2 separate regions of the Mus musculus genome follow, and region 2 is linked to region 1. A link is a contact called in public HiChIP or PLAC-seq data. All regions are on one chromosome and are shown on one strand. Each heading gives the region's core, a stretch centred on a gene start, on an enhancer-like site or on the middle of the called end of the contact. The rest is flanking DNA. Distances are from core to core; before and after follow the strand shown.

Region 1 (3,929 bases), core at 812-3,311:
TGAAAGACAGCAGAAAAAGGTTGGAATGCGGTTCTTCCTGACTCTACTGGCCCAGTGTGCCCTCATCATCTTGCCCCCTTCTTCACAAATACCAATAGGCTACCACCTATATCCCAGAACCCCAAACCCAACTTGCTACCCATTCCTAGGCAGGAGGATGAGGGGGCTGCTGTAGGACGTAGCCTCAGATCCATGGTACCAGAATTAAAGCTGTGGCCAGTCCTCTCTCCTGGTGACTCAAAGGTGCTTTTCGTTGTTCATTTGTCTGTCGGCAAAAGTGAAGCAAGATAAAAGTTCTCACCAAGATGAAGAAGCTACAATCCATCCCGGCTTAGACTTTTTAAAGTGTCTCATAGGAGCTTTGCATGCCAATCAGCTTATCATCCAAATTGCAACATTGTTTTCTGTGTACTCCTCCCCATTCCCCAGCATTACTCATGGGGACAAAAACAAAACAAAACAAAACAAAAAAACAAAAAACAAATCCACACCAGCTGCTAAATCAAGCATGCTCCGGCAGCATTCATCCCAATACATACCAGGGATGCTAGCCAGAGAGACACCCACCCAGACGTTCCCTAGGCGACCCCAGAATGACACTGCAGTTCTTAGAGCACAGCACAGCCCACACTGAGGTGGTCCTTTGTGCTTCTCCATGTGTGTGAATAGCAGAGTCCCCTGAGGCAGGTTCCCTGGGCCATTTGTACGAAGAGGGGGCACATTCCCACAGCTCCCGGCTCTTCACTGTTCCCCGTTTCATCCCAGGGTCATGTGGCAGGCAATTCTTTTATGATTGTCTTTTCTCTGCACTGAATGGTGCCAGAGCGTCTCCCATCGATCTGACTGAGTTAGGAGAACAGCATGTATAGAGTTGGAACCAGCTTTAGGATAGATCAGTTTTCATCAGTCTCTCAGTCTCTCATAGGAGAAGGAGCACCGGCTCTCCATCAATCCTCAGAAGAGGGCAAAGAGATGTCCATTCCTATCCGGATAAAGTGTTGATATGTGTGCTCTTTAAGTGGACGGAGAGGAATTCTGCTTCCAGTCTCCAGAGTAACACTAACCAACCCTGGGCTTCGGCATCCTTCAGGAAGACTGGGTGAAGGATGGAGTCTTTGGAAAGAGCCCATTACTATATGTAGCTGTCATCATGTTCATGACCAGTCCTTAACTCTAAGCTAAGCTTGTACTTGGTTTGCACTAGGTTGAAACCCTGGAATAAAAAAAAAAAAAAAAAAAAAAAGCTTTGGGGGAAGGGAGTCTCAGGAGTAGCCAGAGATCATTAGTTTCCAAAGCTGTCTGTTGTGCTTTCTCCTTATGCCAAATCCTACACACCTGTGTCCTGCAGCAAAGCCAAGGCTGCTTAGGGAGCAGCAGGAGCAGGTGGGGGTGCCCCCAGGCTGTCCTGCACCTCCCTCCACGATGTTCTGAAAGGATTGTTTACTCCTGCAAGCAGAAGCAAGCTGCTAAATAAATTCAGTTGTCTCCTCTGAAACACCTGGGGCATTTGCTATGAATACAAACTACCGGGGCTGCACCTCCCCTGAGGCTCAGGGGGCCTGGGTGGGGCCCAGGACTCTGAATACTGAAAGCACCTTGGTGGATGGCAGCTGGGCAAAATCCGTCCAGCTCCAGGCACTGGCATCTTAAAGAAAAAAGAGGAACCTGAAGAAGACCTAACTCAGTTGCTTTGCTTTCTGAAGAAAAGACTTTGATTGAGAGAGGGGAGGGGTGGAAGGGAAGAGAGAGAGAAGGGAGTGGTTGAGAGGGAGTATGTGATCAGTAGGGTGGACCCCAGAGGAGACCATCTTTTTGGCAGAGAATCCACGGTCTGCACTGCTAAAGTAAGAAGCCAGGGGTGTGTTTCTATGAAAGGCTCGAAACAAATAAACTTACAATGAAGAAAAGCAGAGGCAGGATTTGTGTCATGGGTACAGAAAGAACCTCTGTGCAGGGAAGGCGGCTTTGAAAAAGCAAATGTTAGTGAAAGATGCTATACATTAGAGGAAGCTCCCGGGGCAAATCCAGCTGAGAGCACAAGGCCCCTTCTGTCCAGCCATCTGCAATCCCTGTCTGGATGCCCACACAGAGCAGGGAGTGTGAGGCCTAATGGCTTTGGGGCTCAAATGAAAAGGAAACAAAGCGATTCCGGAACAAAAGGACTGCAGTCTGAAAGCAGTCTTGGGAGAAAGGGCTCTGTTGAAGAGCATTCCTTCCAAATGGCACCAAATCGGGGCACACAGCTAACTCACTGTGGAGACTCTCCCTCGGACTCACTTCTCTAAGCTCCTGGATCAGGAGGGGCTTGGGTAGGCTCAGGAGACTCCCTGTGAGTTGCCAGGGGTACTAGAGGGAAAGTGAGGATACCCTTGGAGTTACAGCCTCTGATCCCCAGAGATCGCCCACAGGCCGGGCACCCTCCTCAGTCCCGCTGAACCAGAGTTATTAGGATCAGAGCCTGGGCCTAGAAGCCCTAAGAGGGCAGGCTTTACCTCTACGCCCATCACTGGTAGCCTGAAAAGGTGACAGGAGACAAGCGCTTCCTCCCACCAGTACTAAGCTCCCAGCCTTCTTTTTTTTTATTTTTTTATTTTTATTTATTTATTTATTTATTTATCAGTGAGGGATTCCTGGGAAATTTTGATTTGAGAGATTCCATTGTCTCAAGAGTCTGGTAGCCAAAGGGAGGAGTATGTATGTCCTCCTAGAATATCTTTCCTCTTGCCAGGGACGTTGCAGGAGGATCCAGAGCAGAGCAGAGGTCTTGAATCATCTGCCTGTGGCGTTTGACGGAGATTCCTGGCAGAAAGTGGAGCTCTCTAAAGGCTAATACGTAATCATTATTCCTGAGACTCTGGACCTTCCCAGAGCCTTTCTACTGATTGCCTTTTGAAGAGTTGTTGATAGACAGAAGAAGCAGGGTCTCTCTGGACTCTTCCCCCACAGTCCAAGTCATTGGTAGATCATCAAACAGGGTCCGAGCTCTCCAACCATGTGGGAAATACTGAAAGCACCTTGGTGGATGGCAGTGTACTTAGCTCTGGATTTCTAATTATATATCCCACCATGTAACAACAGTACCGAGTCCAGGAGATTTGCCCACAGGTAATGACACAGCTGAGATAAGAGCTCAGGCACCCTGACTCACATGGCCCAGGATTCCTGCTACATCAGCAAATTTCTGAATTACGGGATTTTTTTTCCCCCTTGAGTAGTCAAATGACATTTAATCTTTTCCCGTGCTTGATGAGATGGGTTGAATGAGAAATGTTTCTTGTAGGCTTTTTGTATTTGAGTATTTGGTCCCCATTTGGTGGTGGTGTTTCGGCGGGGGGGGGGGGGGGGGGGGGAAGGGTGGCATGTATCATGGAACCTTTAGAAAGGCAGAGCCTTGCTGGAGAAGGTACATCACTAGGGGCGGGTTCTGGGCATTTATAGCCCCCACCCATCTCCAGTTCATTCTCTCAGCTTCATGTGTCTGATAGAAGATGTGATCTTACAGCTTCACGCTCCAGCTGCCTATTATTGTCACCCCTCACCCTAAGCCCCCACCCCCGCATGTTATACATTCCTCTTCTGCTACATAAACCAAAATAAATTCTTTCTTCCATCATTTGGTCATAACGTTTTATCATCCAACAAAGAAGTAACTAAGACACTTAGAGTTTTCTGGAAATATTTAGTTAAGTCTCTACAATTACACTTTACAATGCTCCCACCCCACCTCCAACCCCTACTGCTTTGCAAAACCCTCCTGAGTATGGGCAGAACCCGAGAGTTGTCTATCAATATTGACACATGCAAAAGGTGACCGGTGAGCCTCTCTTCAGTAGGCCTCGCTGGTATGGGAAAAGAGAAGGGATTGTCAGGGAAGACCTTGACTTGACAAGGAAAGAGAAACCAGAAAAAGTATCCTGTTGATCCTTTGG
Region 2 (3,929 bases), core at 532-3,031, 300 kb after region 1:
AAAAAAAAAACCCCACCTTTACTGATGTACTTCCTCCAGCAAAGCTGCCCAAGTAGGGTCACCAACTGGGGACCAAACATTGGAGCCTATGGGAGACGTGTCTCATTCAAACCACCACACCTTCAGTGGCTTCCAGAAGTCCTCAGGGGGAAAGGTGAGCTGTGACCCATGCAGCCCTGGTCCTCACTCACTTGCCGAGGCACTCCAGGGCTCACCCCAGTTCCAGTCCCAGGCTCAGGTGCCTTTAGGCAGGGCTACTCTGACTCCGTGTCCCGTGTCCCAGCACATCCCAGGCTGTTTACATGGGAGCCAAGGCAAGATTCTGCCCCTAGGGTTCTAAAGTCAGGAGGTTGCCTTGAAGCTTGTCATTAGTGCCCCTTCTTTGTGCCATTCGGACTCGGGTTCTTTAACCCTCCAGAAAATCAGTCTTGTGGCCTGGACTGGGATGGCAGAGATGACCAGCTCATTTCTGATGGAAGGACTTGTTAGACACAAGAGGAAAGCAAGCACAGGTAGTAAACACCAGTGTCCTTAGAGCAGATGAAGAACCAAAACATACTCCTTACTCACGGGTTCTCAGAGCAGCTCTGAGCTTCACCAGTGTCCTCAGGACAAGCCTGCCATCAGCTGTCACAGCCAGTAGGCATCTCCTGACCTTCCCTTCTGTATTGGCAGCACAGTCTACTGCCTCTCCTTAGACACCCCGGCCTTCAGAATCGCAGGGGACACTTGTGCGGCTGGAAAGTTGGCAAGCCCAGGCTGTGTATGGGCTCCAGCCCATTCCTGAAGTGACTTTCCCCCCCCCCCTCCCACTCTCCAACCTCTTTCCTCTGTCATGAGTTCCCCAGTGTCCGTAAATGGCACGGAGTCTCTGGCATAGAGAGCTTGCAAGCTGTGATCTTCTGGAATCTTAAGGTGGGCGGGAAGTCGGAAGCCTTTCTTGGATCTCTGCCCACTGGTCCCTGGAGCCAAGACTGGCCTCTGATGCTTGGTAGTAGTAATTGGTATTCATTGAGACCTTGCCTCACGTTGTGTATCATTCCATCGTGTGTATTTCTTAAGAAATACAGCAAGTGTAGTTAATGGGCTGGATAGGATTCAGGATTTGTATTGTTAGCAGCAGCAGGAGGTGGGTGCTGAGCCTGCACATTCTGTACATGGGTCCTTTGAGCTGGGGATGTAGTGCCTGGGGCTGGTGAGCTTACTTTGTCATAGAGAGCTGTGTGAGGGTGCCACACCTGCGTCAGAGGCCCCATTTTCAGCCATGTTCTAGGTGGAGTGTTGAGCGCCCCATTGTTTGGGGCTGAGGCGGTATGCATTGGTTTCTGGTAGAGAAGCTGCAAATTTCACGCATTGAAATCAGCTCTTATTGCTATTTCTTGCCCGTCGTCAGTCCTGGTTTAGGGTCTGCTCCAAGCCAACGAAAGACCCCGCCACAAATTTTAAGCCTGGTCTACCTCATCCTACTAAGAACCAACCGTACTCATAATTATGTCCACCAGCAGCCTAGGAATAGCAGTTTGATAGTGTGCCCAATTTCACATGTATTCATTAGCTGCACGTCATAAACCTGGTAGCCCCCAAGGACTGTGCGTATGATGTCTGTTCAGTTCTAGTGGGGACTAGGGGTACACATAGGCAGGGAGCAGCCTCCCACCCCTACCCCCACCCCCAAGCCACCATGGCAAGGCTTCAAGAGCAAATGGTGTTACTGGCTCTCTGTTCCTTGTGCCAAGCCTCCCACGGCCACTCCTCCAACAGGACCCGCCACTCTGGACAGACAGGGGCTGTTTTCTTCCTGAGTCCTGGAAGTGCCAATGTACTGCACGGTCTGAGGCTGCCCTCTTTGACTGCACTGAATGGCCATCCAGGTGCTGGGACACATTTCACAGACCCCATTGTGCCCTAGGAAGAGCATCTCTACGTGCCCACTGGGCACAGGGTCTGTGCAGCTTGCCACTTCTGCTCCTGGGCCAGAGCAATGAATTGGGTCTCTCTCTTCACTGGAATGGTCTGGAAGAAACAGGACTCCCTCCTCCCATAAGATTACCCTCGAAGCCATGCTTCACTTGTTCAGAGGAAATTATTTCTCCTCTCCCTTCAGGAAGAAGCACACTGCCAAGTTGACCCTGCCGTGCAGCGTGACTTTATGAGACAGCAGCTGCTGTCCCTGCTGGAACTAGGGGAGGAGACATGAGACCATAGTACCTCACCCACCCAAGAGGCTCACCATGGCAGCCCAGCGTATCCGGGCAGCCAACGCCAGTGGCCTCCCTCGGTGCAAGTCGGAGGGGACTCTGATAGACCTGAGCGAGGGCTTCTCAGAGACAAGCTTTAATGATGTCAAAGGTAAGTTCCTAGCCAACCCCTGCCTGAGGGGGACATGGGGATATTGATGGCTCGTGGATTTACAGGCAGCCAGTTTTACCATCAGCTCTCTAACCTTTCTGCTATTCATTCCTCCCTGAAAACAGTGCCATTTATCTCTGGATGTGTAGGGAGATTGTGTGTGCACGCATGCTCTTACTAACTTATGTGTGCAGAAATGCACATGGGTTGGGGCACACGTGGATGCAAGTTCACTTGGAGGCCAGATGTCACACAGATGCCACCGGCCTTGGTGTTTGAGGCAGGATCCTCCTGAACCTGGAACTTATTATGGAGTGTAGCAGTCTGGCTGGCTGGCTTTCAGAATTGGGCTGTTGGGCAAACCTCTCAGCTACATGCTTGGATCCCACCCGAGGTGTCATTTGATTCCCAAAAGTCTACTTTGACCTTGCTGCACCACATAGTGGCTTGTTCCTTGGGATGTATTGGTAGCATCCTGGTCCCTTGTTACAGTGTTTAGCCTTCCTACAGCATCAGCAGTTTATTACTGATCACACACACACACACACACACACACACACACACACACGTCCTCCTTGAAGAGGGCCAGATAACATTGACTGCTCACTCTGAAGTCACTCCTTGTCTTCTTCTCACACTGAACACTCAGAACTTTATCTCTGTTCCTTCTCCCTTGGCAAACTCAGAACTAAGTGATCCTGGACTGAAGCCACGGCCCCCGAGGCTTTGCACCGCTTTCCTGTTCCTCTGCCCTGGCATAGGCATGCAGTATTGAGCCCCACTGCAAGTGTTCTTTGAAAGAAGGAGAACAAACTGGAAGGTGTTATAGCAACAGAGTTAGTGGGTGTTGCTATAAATAATAGAACATTTGTTTTTAGAGTTTTTTTTTAATTTTTTTTAGCAGTCGGGTAATGGGCAATGTGTTCTTACTTCAAGCTTTAGGGAGCAGGGCGGGAGGGGGGCTAGAAAAGGTGAGTGGAACATGGAAGGATCTTGCTCAAAACATAGAGGAGAGAGCAGAGTATTTAAAGATAACAGCAGTGATCCAAAAGCAAACAGCCTTGACCAAGTGTGCAGAGCCACTGTACTGCAGGGAGGGCATCTGAGAGTCTGAGTCGCTCAGGACTGAAGAGCCTTGGTCTGCACGGGAGATCCCTCGGCCTCCATACTGGCCTGTCCCTCCTGGCTGCGTCACTTCCATTTACCTGGTGTGCACATCAAAAGGCAAGCAGCTCTTGCCACAGCACCTGCTGCGGACAGAGTCTTCCCTCATACATGTTTTGCCTACAAAACACTTATGTCAGGGGATAGAAAACGTGTTATTCAGGACCCCAAAGTTGCAAAACATCCAGGGAGGTTTTATGTATTATAAAACAACCGATCTAGGCCGTTCACCCCATATCTCATTAAGATGGGATTCGATGAGGATTTGGAGGAATAAAATCTCTGTCCCCGTGTCCTCCTGTTCCCAGGTGTTGTCGGCCATTGATGGAGATGATGCATAGATCTCCAGAAAGGAATGGAGGACACAGTCCACCATGGTCATTCCCCAAGGGATGGGAGAGACAGATCTCTGAGTG

What was found. HiChIP or PLAC-seq counts read pairs in DNA pulled down with a chosen protein or histone mark.
Region 2: a contact with region 1 is called in an H3K27ac HiChIP or PLAC-seq map of oligodendrocyte precursor cells, with 9 times the contacts expected there. The contact joins two enhancer-like sites. A contact is called at or near these places in 7 of 115 datasets of contacts at active chromatin or transcription factors (embryonic basal ganglia, embryonic stem cells, neural progenitor cells and 1 more) and 1 of 9 other capture datasets (embryonic stem cells).

What each region holds. Positions count from the first base shown.
Region 1 is chr1:88,838,225-88,842,153 of GRCm38.p6, forward strand. No RefSeq gene overlaps it. Among named protein-coding and RNA genes, the nearest start is that of Platr5, 85 kb to the left of the region's middle. Within about 2 kb of position 2,062, at least 83 of the 459 cell types and tissues checked have an H3K27ac peak or open chromatin away from gene starts, as enhancers often do. A contact at or near this core is called in neural progenitor cells and oligodendrocyte precursor cells, where this site is marked.
Region 2 is chr1:89,135,455-89,139,383 of GRCm38.p6, forward strand. It overlaps Sh3bp4 (SH3-domain binding protein 4), which reads left to right. Exons shown (of 6, transcript NM_133816.3): 3 at 2,105-2,349. The coding sequence starts at 2,232. Among named protein-coding and RNA genes, the nearest start is that of Gm34331, 34 kb to the left of the region's middle. Within about 2 kb of position 1,782, at least 24 of the 459 cell types and tissues checked have an H3K27ac peak or open chromatin away from gene starts, as enhancers often do. A contact at or near this core is called in neural progenitor cells and oligodendrocyte precursor cells, where this site is marked.